Regions from separate parts of the Gossypium hirsutum genome. Here region 1 is linked to region 2. The links are chromatin contacts, called in public Hi-C maps. All regions are on one chromosome and are shown on one strand. The core of a region is the stretch at or near the end of the contact, and the rest is flanking DNA. Distances in the headings are between cores, read along the strand shown.

Region 1 (3,009 bases), core at 169-2,668, 150 kb after region 2:
ATACACAATTCTCATTGCTATTATTAGTATACATATAGTTAAAATATCATAATAAAAGTAAATGATAGTTTTTATTTCCAAAAGATCTTACCAATCAAAATAAGCAAAAAGAGGTGAATTTCTTCTTCCTCCTTCAATCTACAAGCTTTCCTTTGCACATTTTCTTGTAACTTCTCATTCTACCTCATCTACTTTAATAACAAATAAAAATTACTCATATTACTAATGTCATTAAATGATCATATTAATGGCTCAACAACTCATTCAAAGCAAGTAAACATGAAATAAAATGCTAAGATACTAAAATAGGAAGAGTTCTTACCAAAGCCCTAAACTTTTTTACTATAAGCTCATAAACTCTAAGTGATAGCATGATGTAGATGATGATAAGTTTTAGCTCAAATGTAACTTTTGTAAAGGCTTTTTGTAAGAAATAGAGGAAAAATAGTGAAAATTTGAAGAGGAAATAAGTAGAGATGAAAAGAAGAGAAGAGAATAATGAAAGCTTCTCTTCCTGTGTTGTAATGATTGGCTACTAGAATGGCTAGTATGGAGATTTTCCCCTTTTATTTGTTTTATGATATTTAAAATAAAAAAGTTTGGCAAAAATGTCGAAAGAAGAAAAAAATTTAATGTAAAAAGAGCTTATAATTATCTAAAAGTAAATTTATCATCACACTCTCTCATAGGTACTAATATTTAATCATATTTAAGTTCCAAATGATTATAATATCTTTGGTGATAAAATTATCATTTAACCTCTCAACACCTATTTGTATTTGATTAAACTCGAAACTTTAAAAATGACTTAATATGTTTTTCTAAGGTTTCACAACTTTTCAAAAATTGTTGAATCCACCAAAATTGAATTTTCTTATCGAATTCCTGAAAAAGTCTCGTAAGAAAATTGAAACATTTTGGGGTGTTACAGTAGAATTTACCTTTTTTCTAAAAAAATTGTTATATGAATTTTTCACCCATAATTTATTTTGATGGACTAAATTGTTCCTTTATCATATAGCTTATTTATCTACAATATATATATTTAAAAGTATGAGTTTGAAATTTTTTTTGAACAGATGAGATTACTTTTTATTTTTTATCATATTATTAAATTTACATTTTAAAATAAAAAAGATGAAGTAAAATAAAAAAATATGATAATTATACATTAAAAAGATAATTATTATACATTTAAAAATATTATAATTTAATTCACAATTTCATTAATTTTGTAATTAAAAATATAATATTTAAAAGTTAGTGACATTAGAAGCTAGTTAACAAAAATAATTGAAGTTTACTTACTTTAAAATTATACATGGATTAAATTGATAAGAAAGTAAATTACTACAGGTTATCTTTTACGACAAAATTTCAAAAGTAAAATCTCCAATTTACCCTTCTTTTATTGACGAAAGCCGGCCCCCATTAATTATAGAAAGTTAGGGTTTTTTATTTTTGGGAGAAATAGTAATGGCGGCGGCAGCGGCGACGATGGTCAGCTCCGCTGGAGGGTTACTGGCGATGCTCAATGAGAGCCATCCTCAGCTGAAGTTGCATGCTCTCTCTAATCTTGTCAGCTTCGTGGACCAATTTTGGCCAGAGATCTCCACCAGCGTTCCTATAATGTAATACTTATTACTTTCTGTATTTTTTTCTTATTCTTTTTGTTAGGGTTTGCGGTTTGGTTATTTTGATCTGATTGGTTGTGGGTAGTTTTAAGGAAAACGGAGTGAAGAAAACTTTTGTTGATGTTTACTGTGAATTAGTTTGAATTTTGCAAGTGCGCTAGTTTGAAATTTTTGCTACGTATGGAGATTAGGCTTGTTTTAATTTATGGTTTTGGAATTAGGTTTTACCTTGCAAAAGGGGTTCAACTTAATTATTGCAGTTTTGCTTATGTGATAATTGATTGCTTTAGTCAGGCTAGCTTGTTTGTACAAAAATTTTCAAGTTTCAGATTAGGAAGAACTAAAAGCAATTGTTGTGCTGTGTGGGTACTGATTTGTTTACTTAAGAAGTTATAACTTTTGAGTGAATAAAAAAATGGAAACGGTGATTTTCAAAATTTTACACTAGATCAATTCATTTTGGCTAGGGGCCTAAGGGTAGACATGGTAAATTGTGTCTGATTTGTGTTCTTGTATGTCGTGTCATGGTTGTGTTTTAAGGTATTTTATATTTATATAAAATTTGATAATTAATATATCATGTTGTATATTTATATTTTGAGGCATTCATTTGTTCATGTTGTGGCTTTTGTTATATTTTAGTTTTTTTTTCTATGTCGTAGCTAATATTGACAGATATACTGGAGGGGGATGTCTCTAGGTTTATCTTCATTCATCCACCTTCAGCTTATTTTAAATTTATGTATCACGTTTTTCAATTCTTAGATAGTTTATTTAAGTTTTATGTGGTGGAGTGATTCAAATTAAAGTAATGCACTGCATGCACGAGTTCCGTGCTTAAATGCTGATATTAAACTTGTGGTTTCCAGAGAAAGCTTGTATGAAGATGAAGAATTCGACCAGCATCAGAGACAACTTGCTGCGCTGCTTGTCTCAAAGGTCCTCTTCTCTTGTTCCTCTCAGTCTGTTTTTATAAGCATGCTTATGTTTTATGAGTGAATGCATATAACTAGCATATTTCCGGGAAATTGAGCTACTGATTTCTTTATGGAAATGGGAAAATAAAATCAGAACTACAAAATCTGATTCTTTGCATGTTTGGGACAAGTTTCTTAACCAATATTGTTGATTTAGCAAATTTTAGCACCCAACAAATGTTCACTTCTGAGTGATTAATGGAAAAAATCTTATTTAACATATCCTATTATGGACCAAATATATATTTATATGTATGTTTATGTATACAAACTTTTGGATACTATAACTTTCATTGGGTAACTTATCATGTCAAAACAATGTTGCAGTTTGATTGTGGAATGTTGTTTGAATTGTGTTTACAATTTGTAACTGAGAAGTAATAGAAGTATATACTTTC
Region 2 (2,806 bases), core at 148-2,647:
CCCTCTTGGCCATTTCGGTTTGATTTATTGAGCTAACAAATAATTATAATTATAATTATAATTATAATTATTTTATATTATATTACTGATTTTATATATTTTACAAAAGGTAGAATAATATAAAATACTAATTCTCAATTGTTAAATTTTCTTATTATGACTTCTTAAATAGATATGAGTCATACTATTCGTTAAGATGAGATTTGTTTCTAATCAAACTGTTGCAATAAGTATGCATAAAAAAAGTAATATTTAATTTAATTATAAAATATGTTTATTTTCTTTTGATTTTTGATATAAAAATTAATAATTAATAACTTTATACATTATATATTAGATTACCAATTTGTTGATATTATCTTTTAATGTATATAATGTTAATATCACATATTTAATTTTTATTAATTATAAAAAAAATATTTTAACATATTAATTATTATCATATTTAAAATAAAATCATATTTATATTTAAAAATTATATTTATTTAATTAAAAATTTGAATTTTTTATTATTTTTAATTTATCCAATTATGCTCAATGATTTTATATTATATGATGTTTTTAAGTAGAATGATAAAATTAATTAATTTCACATTATTATAAAATTATATTTATTAATATTACTTTAATCATGATCATATAATCATATTAATAAATTATTATTCTAATGTTAAATTAATAATATAATTAACAATAATAAATATTCTCTTTAGCTCATAAATTTCTATAGCGTGGTGCTTTTATAGAATTATAAATATATTATAAATATAGATTATAAATTATAGATAAATACTATTATAAAAATATATAAATAGCAAAATTGATTTTTATATTTTTATTTTAAATAATAAAATAAAATATTCAAATTCATTTTAGCCAAATTTTAATTGGAAATTACACGATTCATTAGCTAATGTCTTAAGTGAAGAAGGGAGAAAATGGACACCACCATTAGATGTGTTCACGGGTCGAGTTTAGGCATAATATTAATACACTTTATGTTTGTACAAGTTTAACCTGACTCGAAATATGAACTTCAAATTTTGTCCAAATCTACCTACACTTATAAATAATTAATTCAAACCCGTTTTAGGTCCGTCCATATTATTTTTCTTAAAAATACATTTATATTATTTTTAATTTAATATTTAATAATTTTATATATATTTATTAAATTTTTATAGTTAGTTATCTTAATATTTTTAATTTTTATATTATAGTAATATAATATAAAACATTTGCAAATTTAAAAGCAGACTTAATTGAATCAACTTAAACATTGAAGGTTCAAACTTGAGTTTAACCTATATTTTAAACAAATATAATTTTATTTTGTCTAAATCAATTTTTAAATCTAATATTTTATCCAAAATACTCAAATTTTAGACCCACGTCTCAACTTATTATCCAGCGCATAACTTCTAAGCACCATCTGCTAAGCTTATAGATTCAAGCCTCAGGTTTGGTCCACACCAAGCATCCAAATCTCAGCTTCGGATCTTGAGCAAAATGTCCCTATATTTTTTCTTCTGTCGGAAAATTATAACTTTGAGCTAAGAAACCTTTTTTTCCCAATAAAAAAGAACCCTAATTTATTATTTTTTGTTTTTTTTTCTGGATTGGATTGGAAAGGTCATAACTCTTTTCTACTCCATTAACTCATCAATTTCAAGATCCTTTAAAGAAACTTATGAAATTTTGGAATTGTTTATTATTGAATGCGGAAACCAACGATTGATCAATAAAGATCGCTTCTTCATGAGCTCAAGAATGGTAATGTAGGCTTTGATCCGTCTGAATCCGCCCCTTTAAGGTTAGTTTCGATAAAATATCAGTGCCGTACTTAATTTATAACTTTTATGATAAAATTGAGTATTTAAATTTGCTTTCGATCAATTTTATAATTTTCTTTTTCTTTTTTTGAACAGTTAATTGATTTTTGTGGCTGAAACGATGGCGCAGAGTAATTGGGAAGCAGATAAGATGTACTCTTATGTTCTTTCAGAAAATTGATTCTAATTTTAGCTTAGTTTTTTTTGGCAAATTTTTTTAAATTTTTTTAGCTTAGTTAAGTTCCTTTTTTTTTTTTTTTGGCTGTAGGCTTGATGTCTATATTTATGATTATTTGGTAAAGAAAAAATTGCATACCACTGCAAAGTCTTTCATGACAGAAGGGAAAGTCGCCCCGGATCCAGTAGGTAAGATTTAGCTTTGACTGAGTATAAATTCATATAGGTTGCATTTGGGAACTTGGATTTCCAGAGATGGATTTGGATTTTAAAAATAGTGTAAATTATTTAATAAATACACTTTTAAATTTAACATTCATGATTAATTTTCAAAATCATGGGTTTTCAGATGTTTATTTAGGTGTGAATTTTAAATGACCTTAGATATTTGTCAATTTGAAATTCATATTTTATACCTTTCAAATATCTAATCATATTGAATCTTAACTAATTCTTATATAATGTATGTATTTGTTCCCACAATTTATATAGCAAATGAAATTCAAATCCAGATTTTCATGTCCTAGTTTTAGTTAATTGATGAAATTGTGCGACTGAAATTCTTTTCCGTGGAAAGGAAATATGGAGTTTATATATATATATATTTAGCCTAAGTTGCTTGCATTCTTTATTTTACCTTAAAGTACTGCGTTACACATGTTGGCGCTTCAAAGTTACATGGGTATGACACCTAGATTCTGAACTTTACTGTAAAACTCGCTGAAAGTGATTTGCACGTGTCAGATATCATATCCAAGTCCGTGTCTAATATTAGGTGGGAGAAAGGTGCTTTATTA

Evidence for each region. Hi-C and Micro-C count contacts between places; a contact is called where the count stands out from the background.
Region 1: a contact with region 2 is called in a Hi-C map of leaf, with 1.7 times the contacts expected there. The contact joins the promoter of LOC107908474 here to the promoter of LOC107908476 in region 2. A contact is called at or near these places in 2 of 34 Hi-C or Micro-C datasets (hypocotyl and leaf).

Annotation. Positions count from the first base shown.
Region 1 is chrD02:43,365,421-43,368,429 of Gossypium_hirsutum_v2.1, forward strand. It overlaps LOC107908474 (26S proteasome non-ATPase regulatory subunit 1 homolog A), which reads left to right and starts at 1,419. Exons shown (of 13, transcript XM_016835651.2): 1 at 1,419-1,631; 2 at 2,504-2,573. The coding sequence starts at 1,477.
Region 2 is chrD02:43,219,664-43,222,469 of Gossypium_hirsutum_v2.1, forward strand. It overlaps LOC107908476 (transcriptional corepressor LEUNIG_HOMOLOG), which reads left to right and starts at 1,398. Exons shown (of 18, transcript XM_016835654.2): 1 at 1,398-1,813; 2 at 1,929-1,985; 3 at 2,101-2,198. The coding sequence starts at 1,954.